2 separate regions of the Sminthopsis crassicaudata genome follow, and region 1 is linked to region 2. Evidence: chromatin contacts called from public Hi-C data. All regions are on one chromosome and are shown on one strand. Each heading gives the region's core, a stretch centred on a gene start, on an enhancer-like site or on the middle of the called end of the contact. The rest is flanking DNA. Distances are from core to core; before and after follow the strand shown.

Region 1 (4,296 bases), core at 1,009-3,508, 180 kb before region 2:
TATTGTTGTCATTGTTTTACATGCCTGTGAAACCTAGACAGTAATACTAGCTTCATGTTAGGAAACGGGAATTGCTTCTATTTGAATTGTCTTACAAAAAGTCTGAAAATCACCCAGCAAAATAATGAGGTTCTTTCTTGAATTAAATTTCCAATATTCAAACCCTGTTCCATAGGGAGTAATTCTGATGGAACTCACATGAAGCAAGAGCTCACATGAAGGTCAGAAGAAGTGCTCTCTCAAGGTCTCTCTAAAGAACTCTGAAACCAATTTGAGACATGAGAGACACTAGCAGAGGAACATCTAGCATAGTGTGCCCACATCAAAGAAGGTGCTTTGTGGGCAAAGCAGAATTGCAATAGGATAAAATAAATGTGAAATATTCAAATTTAGGGACATCTCCATTCCAAATGTTTATGTGGACTATTTGAGCCCAAAATGTAGTAAAGCCTTCAAATTCAACCAAAATTGGACACATTGTACAATGATCCCAACATAGTCATGTAAGTTTGGTTCTCTCTAGAGAACAATTATCAATCAACCAACTTTTTTTCCAATTTGGCTATTAAAAAACAAAGCAAAAAAAAAAATCCAAATTAAAGCAAACTCTGCTGTTATCCTTAATTTTTCCTGCTGTTAGTTTGCATCTTCTTGACCTCTTCTGCCTGCCCTGTGCTCATTTGTGTCTTGGTCTTTTGACCTGCCCTCACCTCCATCTCCAATGTGTATCTTTTGAAGCCCACAGAGGTGAGCAAGCACTCTGGGAATCCACCAGATAAATCCAGGTTTTCTTCCCAAAAACATTGCTTCTCTTCATGTTCTCATCATTTCATTTGGGCAGATCTAGACCCCAGGAAGCACTTAGAGCATGGTGACTGTTGTAGAAAGATTCCTGGCATTAATAAATATTAACAAGTGAGTTGGCAGGAAGGACTGCAAGGATGGATTAGGTTTTTTATTATTTTTTCTGCTAATATGCATGTATTAATACTTTAACACAAATTTCTTTATGAATCATGTTGGGAGACAAAAATCAGAACAAAAGGGAAAAACCATAAGAGGAAAAAATTTAGAAAAAAAGTGAACATAGCACATGTTGATTTGCAGTCTCCATAGTTCTCTTTCAGATACAGATGGCATCTTCTGTCCAAAGTTTATTGGGATTTACTTGGATTACTGAACCACTGAGTAGAATCAAGTCTTTCATAGTTGATCATCATATAGTCTTACTGAATACAATGTATTCCTGGATGATTTTAGAGAGGCCTGGAGAGGCTTACATGAATTGATGATAAGTGAAATGAGCAGAACAGGAGCTCATTGTACATGGCAACAACAAGACTATACAACAATCAAGTCTGATCTCAACAATGAGATGATGCAGGCCAGTTCCAATGATCTTGTGATGATGAAAGCCATCTGCCCCCAGAGAGAGGATTGTAAGAATGTTGTGTGGATCACAACATAGCATTTTCACTTCTTTTGTTATTTGCTTGAATTTTATTTTCTCATTTTTTTTTGATCTGATTTTTCTTGCACAGGAAGAATATTGTATAAATAGGTATGCCTATATTGGATTTACAAATATTTTCACCATGTTGAACATATATTGGATTACTTGCCATCGCAGGCAGAGAGTGAGAGAAAGGAGGGGAAAAATTGCAACACAAGGTTTTGCAAGGGTCAGTGTTGACAAATTATCCTTGCATATGTTTTGGAAATAAAAAGCTTCAATAAAAAAAGTGTTCCTGGATTTGCTTGTTTCACTCAGCATCAGTTCATGTAAATCTAGGTCTTTCTAAAATCAGCTTGTTCATCTTTTTTACCTTCATATCTTACTTAGGCATTCCCCAATTGACCAGAATCCATTCATTTTCCAAACCTTTCCTGTGGTTTTCAAACCAAAAGAAGAGCTGCTTAAAAACATTTTTGCACACTCTCTTCCCACCTTTATGATTTCCTTGGGATATAAACCCACTAGTGGCACTGTTGGTTCAAACGGTCTGCAGTTTCATAGCTATTTGGGCACAGTGACAAATTAAGACTTTGATCTGATTCCTAACTCCCCACAGGTATTGAGGTTATGAAGATCATGCACGAGATCAGTAGAGGAAGTGGACCTCCAATACAGAAAAAGCCGAGAAGAGTGATGCATTCAGCCAAGCAAGGATCACATTCTTCAAAGAGGCGCCGGAGCTTGAAGCATGCGCAAAAGATGTGACAGCATGCAAACTACGTTTCCCAGAAGGCCATGGGAACAGTTCAGTGAGGATGGTCGCCCATACGTCACTTCCTCCCCGCCCACTTCTAGGCTTTCTTGTAGCCGCTTCCCCTTCTCTATCCTTATCGACCTGTGACGGGGTGAGCAGCAGATGAAAAAGGGGCCAAACCTAGCTGGAGGCCGATTTCTCGGGTGCGGCGGGTGGGGAGTACCAGGGTCTGGTTGAGGAACACACAGAATGGGAGGAGTGTCCGCCAGAGGGCGATGGAAGCCTTCCAGGCAGTTACGGTGGCCTGCTCATGGCGCACGCGCAGAGGAAAATACGGGGGGGCGGAGCCAGATTCAAATGTAGTCTCATTCACGCCCTGCCCCATGACCCCTAGGCAACTTCTGACCCGCCTGGCCTCAGTCCTACCTCTCTTGCCAAAAGTCTTAGAAAGTGAACGTCAAGTTTATGGTCTTTAGTCCAGACTTCCCTGCGGCCTCGTTTCCCCACAGCATCCCTCTGGGTCCGCTGCGGGCCAGCATCCCTGCCTCCTTCCACATTAATTGTTATTCGCTCGTCCCTTGTCCTGCCTGAGCTCTGAGGGAGATGTCCCGAAGGCTGTGTCCCCTGCAGAACAGAGGTGACCGCCTCCCTCCGCCCCGGGGTCCCCCTCAGTGACAAGAGGGGCTTCTCATGGGCCTCCTTTCCTCCCCAGGACCTCGGCCTCTCGTGGCCTCCGCTGTGCCCCCGAGGAGGAGGCGATGGCCCCCGGAGTGACCGCCAGACCATGCGAGGTGAGTGACCGCCACTGCTGCTGTCCTGAAACACTCAGTCTGAACATGCTCTAATGCTAGAAACTGTGGCCATCAGAGAGTCATAAATTTAAAGCTAAACGATACTATAGAGATCATCTATTTATTCTCCCAAAATCTTGAATTACCAAATTCAAAATTACGCCACATTAAACGTTCCAAAATCTTTCTCTCCCTCCAGCCCCTCCCCCACCCATTGAGAAGGTAAGCAATGGGATACTCATTATGCATGAAAAGAAAGTGAAAACTATGTTTTCATCTGCCCTGAGTTCATCAGTTCTCTTCATTTTTCTTCCATGAGTCCTGTGGAGTTTCTGTGGATCATTATATTGATCAGAGTAGATAATTTTTTTCTTTGGATACTTCAGGGTTTTTTTTTTTTAATTTAATTTAATACTTTATTTTTTCCATTTACATGTAAACTTTTTTTTTTTTTTAATTTGGAGTTCCAAATTCTCTCCTCTCTCCTTCATTGAGCAGAAAAGCAATTTGACACATTTTTACATGTGCTGTTATACAGAACATTTTTTTATGTTAGTCATGTTGTGGAAAAAAAAACACAAAAAAATAAAGCACAAAAAGTATGCTTCAATCTGCTTTCAAACTCCATTAATTTTGGGATGGCATTTTTTTCATCATGAGTCCTTTGAAATCGTCTTGCATTGTATTGCTGAGCATGGCTAAGTCACTGCTGATCGTTGTTACAATGTTGCTGTTACTATACACAATGTTCTCCTGATTCTGCTCATTTCACTTTGCCTCGGATCTTAAATGTTTTCCCAGGTCTTTCTGAACATACTGCCTCCTCATTTATTTCTGTGCAATAGTATTCCATCATAATCATATACTAAGTCTTATTCAGCCATTCCCTACCAATGGGCATCCATTCAATTTCTAATTCTTTACCACTGGGGGAAAAAAAAGCTGACATGAGTATATTTGTACATTTAGGTCCTTTTCCTTTTTATCTCTTGAGGATACAGACTTAAAAAGATTATTAAAAAGTATGGACAATTTGATAGTCCCTGGGGCATAATTCCAAATTGTTCTTGAAGAGTGATTGAAGTACTTCACAATTTACTAATATTGCATTAATGCCCAGATTTTCCCTGGAAACATTGTTTCCAGGGTTTATCTTCTTTTTCTGTCATATAAAGTATCCAATATATATGAAGTGATATCTCTGAGTTGTTTTGATTTGTACTTCTCTTAATTATTTGTGATCTAGAGCGTTTTTCTTATTGCTATTAAAAGCTTTGATTTCTTCTAAAAGTGTC
Region 2 (4,667 bases), core at 2,002-4,501:
ATGTCAACAAAGGGTCTTTGAAGCAGACTGAAAATAAAGTGAATGTTATGGACTTGGCTTTTTTCAACAAGGAGGTGATTCAGGGCAATTCCAAAAGACTTGTGATGGAGAAAGTCATCCATATACAGAGGGAGGGTTATGGGAATTGAATCACAAACATGGTAGTTTCACTTTTTGTTGTTGTTCTTTAACTAACTTGTTTTTTCTTTCTCATTTTTCCCCTTTTTGATCTGATTTTTTCTTATTCAGCATGATAAATGTGAACATATGTTTAGAAGAAATACATATATTTAACCTGTTTTAAGGAAGGAAGTAGAGAGGGAGGGAGAAAAAATTGGAACACAATGTTTTTCAAGGGTAAATATTGGAAACTATTTTTGCATGTCTTTTGAAAAATAAAAAGGTATTATTATTTTAAAAAAGAAAACAAAGTGAAAATTAAATGATTTAATGATAAAGAATAAAAATAAATCAAAAAAACAATCAATAATTTTAGTAAAGATGACAGTGAGATAACATACTACCTAATATTTATAGGATACATCCAAAGAAGTATTCATATCAATAGATACAGAATCTGGTAAGGGATAAGAAAATAGAGTAGTTGATCAATGGAATAGATTCGGCATGCCAAAAACAGAAGTAAATAATCACAGTAATCTAGTACTTGTTAAACACAAAGATTCAATCTTTTGGGGCAAGAACTTAATAAGTGATAAAAAACAAAGCAGTCTGGCAGAATAAGCACAGGCAAATAATCTCCTATTTGTGTACCAAAAGAAGGTCAAATTCAGTTGATAATCTAGACATAAACAGTGAAATCATGAGAAAAGTAGGGGAGCATGGGATAGTTTATCTATCAGATCTATATATCAGAAAAATTTATGACCAGACAAGAAACAGGAAATAGGCATAATTTTGAGTCCATGAAATATAAATATTTATATGAAAACAAAACCATTGCAGACCAAATAAGGCAATCAGGACAACATAATTTTTATATCAAGTTTCTCTGGTAAAAGCAAAATTTCACAAATACAGAGTGGAGCTAAGCCAAATTTGTAAAAATAAAAGGCATTTCCCAACTGAAAAATGGTTAAAGGAGCTGAACAGGTACTTATAAGAAGAAGTCAAAGCTATCAAGAGTAATATGTTACCTTCTGAATCCAATTCTTCCTGTGCAACAAAAAAATTCGGTTCTGCACACATATATTGTATCTAGGATATACTATGACATATTTAACATGTATGGGAATGCCTGCCATCTAGGGGAGGGAGTGGAGGGAAGGGGAAAATTCGGAACAGAGGGGAGTGCAAAGGATAATGTTATAAAAAATTATGTACAGTACATATGTACTGTCAAAAAAAAGTTATAATTATAAAATTAATTTTAAAAAATATTTTAAAAAGAGAGAAAAGCAAAAAAAAGAGTAATATGAAAAATGTGCTTTAAATCATTAATAATTAAGGAAATGCAAAGTAAAACACCTCATACCTTTCAAACTGGCTACCATCATAAAAATAAAAAATAATAAGTGCTGGAAGGGATGTGGAAAAATAGGGACACTACTACAACTTGATAGTGTGGAGAACTGCTTCAAACATTTTGGAGACCAATTTGGAACTATAGCCCAAAGAGACTAAAACCGTGCAAATCCTTTGACCTAGCAGTATTACTACTATGGCTAAATGCCAAAAAGATGAAGAAAATAATTTAAATGTATAAAAATGTACAAAAAAATCTTTACATCAGGTTTTTTTTATTTTTTGTTTTGTAATGGCAAAAGATTAGAAATAAGAGATGTTTATCACCTAGGGAATGGCTGAATAAGACATGGCATGTGATTCTGATGGAATACTACAGTGCACTAAGAAATGATAAAGTTCAGGAAAACCTGGGAAGACTTTTAGGAACAACAACAACAACAAGAAAAAAAGTGAACTGAGCCGAACTAGGAGAATTCTGTGCATAGCAACCATAATGTTGTAAGCTGATAAGTGTGAACAACAAAGCTACCCTGATGAATACAATTATGCATGAAATTTCCACAGACTGAAAAGTGAAAAGAGAACTGAAGAATTCTGAAAGAGATTAAAGCCTATTTTCGCTTTCTTTTATTTTCATTACCTTTTATTCAAGATGGCTAATGTTTTTGATTACTTAAGTGCAATAGGTGTCCTATTGCTTGACTTCGTATGTAGGTGAGGAGCTAGAAAAGATTCTGAAACTCAAAACTGTAAAAAAAGAAATCTATGTGGTTTTGTGGAGGGGGAAGATAAGTAGAAAAACTATACTATGTTTTAGCTCTAAAGACGTCACTGAAGGCGGTCATTTCTAGGGTCACAACACGGGAGAGAAACGCCCGCTCCCCCCAGATCTGGTTTTTAGGGGAGAAGCCCCGGGCACTCACCTGGCAGGGCGGGGCGCTCAGGAGGACTGGAGCCATTCCCTCAGGGGAAGAAAAGAGGCCTCCGAGGCAGAGCTGGGGAGAAAAGGAGACCGTGAGAAGCCGGCCAGGTGCCCGTGCGCCCTAAGCAGAGGCTGGGAATGCCCGCTCTCCCGGAGCTGGACAGCAGCCCGGGGCAGGGGGACGCTGTCTCCAGACCGACATCTCTTTAGGGACCAGGTAGGAGATCGGACCGAGATGATACCCTGAGGCGGAGAAACTGGCCCCAGGGACAGCGGAGGCTTTCGGGAGGAGGGGCACCAGGGCTGGTTCGGCCCCACGGGAGCCTTCCCTAAGACTCTTGGCCCTTGGGGGAAGGGCTGAACCTGGAGTCAGTCACGCCCCACACACCTTGGGGCTCTCCATCCTAACCCTGGCTCGCAGTGGGACCCCCGACTGCCTCAGTTTTCTCATCTGCTACAAGCAGAAGGAAATGGCAAATCACGCTGCTTTCTTTGACAAGAGATTCCCGGGTGGGGTCACGCACACGCAGTAGAGGGCGCTTGAACCCCCTCCTCCCACGGTGCTCTCCCACGCACTCCGGCTCTCCGGTCCGTCCTGGAGTCGGCGACGCCCCCAGACCTGGAAGTCCCCGGAGGGCTTCTTTCGCCCCGGGATGGACGTCCCTCCCATAACGTGTGCTCCCCAACCAGAGCCCAGCGCTCCACCCGTGCCCCACCCCCGCGGCCGGGCTCCGGCCAGGCAAGGCCCGGCTCGCAGCGGCCGCTCACCCGAGGCTAGGTCAGCTCCAGGCAAAGAAGGGAAAAAGCACAAATCCAAGCCAGAGAGTTGAGAGGGCGGGACGGAAATGACGTAAGAGGCACGCCCATTCTCCCTCCCTTGAACTGGAAAATGCTCCTCTGGTGAGCAAGGTCTTCTGGGAATCTTAGTCCAGAGCTGCTGCCTTTCCTGCGCGTTCCTGGAACTCGGCTCCGGGACAGTCTCCAGCAATCCGCGGCACTGAACGGGTCCGTCTCCTAGTAAGGGTGGGGAGTGCCCGTTTGCAGTTCTCCGAGCCCGGCCCGGCCTGGCCGCGCGCCGACTGTGGGAAGAGGCAGAATGGGAGAAAAGTGAAGGCATGAGCCTTTCATCGCCTTTCGTCCCGAGGCAGCGGGAGCCCCGCCGTGGTCCCCGGAGCCGGGCAGTGGCGTGGGGGCTCCGGGAGGAGGCGCTCACCGCGGGGGTCCGGAGAGGAGTTTGCTGCAGCCCCACGAGCCCCAGAGCTCTGAGAGGCGCAGCGGGCGCGGGGCCTGAGAAGGGACTGCAGGGAGGGGCGAGCTCCCGCCCAGGAGAAGCCCCAAGACTGGACCAATTTGGAGGAAAGAGAAGTGAAAACTTCCTGCGTGAGATGGTGATGGAAGAGTTGGAAACCCATTCGTGGTTCTGGACGTGCCTGTGGATGAGGGGATCAGCCGAGTCCATGGCGAGAGATCCTTCAGAGGAGTCAGCCCAGGACAGACAGGAGCCTCCCCAAGGGGAAGTACAAGGACACCCAGTGCCATTGAGGAAGAAAACCCCAGGCCTCCTGATGGATGCACAGACTACCCCGGGGCTTTCTTCATGGGCAAGGCCCGCCGGCTTCCATCTCCTGGGCTTGCAGACATAGCTCCTGGCCAAGTCTAGGTCGTGTTCAAAATTTACCCTATCTCCTTCCTCAGATCATTGAGAGCTGCTGATTTTTTTTTTTTTTCTGCAGCCAAAACTCATTATAAAAGTATAGAAAGTAAATAAACATAGTCATTTCACCAAGCAGGATTCTCCAAGATAAAAAGGAAGTGAAGTTTTAATTCACTCAGTTTACCTACAAGTAGAACATTTCTGTCCAGTCCTGACAGATTGCTTTAAGTAGGTTATACATAATTTACAAGAGGCTTCAGCCACTCTGGATTATATTACTTTACTATCAATTCTCCAACCAGTTCCAAAGTTCCTATTCCCTCTACCCATTATAGCTTCCTACTCTCACTATCCTTTGGCCCCTCCTTCGATGGGGGAAAATTAAGTTTTACTTCTTAGTAGTCTCCTTATTAATAAGGGACTACACATCACTTTCAATAATTTTAAATGGATTCATGAACTGATAACTATTTAAATGCTGCAGCAAGAATCTGTACAGGTGACATATTTAATAAATGATCACTTGGGAGGGCCATTTGAATCTCTTACTTTCCCTCCCCTTGTCCACTCCAGGGATGCTTATTGGTGATGCTCAAGGCCATT

The links. Hi-C and Micro-C count contacts between places; a contact is called where the count stands out from the background.
Region 1: a contact with region 2 is called in a Hi-C map of fibroblasts, with 2.6 times the contacts expected there. The contact joins the promoter of LOC141554123 here to the promoter of LOC141554117 in region 2. A contact is called at or near these places in 2 of 2 Hi-C or Micro-C datasets (fibroblasts and hippocampus).

What each region holds. Positions count from the first base shown.
Region 1 is chr2:35,591,477-35,595,772 of ASM4859323v1, reverse strand. LOC141554123 reads left to right here and starts at 2,258. Exons shown (of 5, transcript XM_074285706.1): 1 at 2,258-2,361; 2 at 2,923-3,001. The coding sequence starts at 2,969.
Region 2 is chr2:35,408,628-35,413,294 of ASM4859323v1, reverse strand. LOC141554117 reads right to left here and starts at 3,251. Exons shown (of 5, transcript XM_074285694.1): 1 at 3,179-3,251; 2 at 2,412-2,483. The coding sequence starts at 2,447.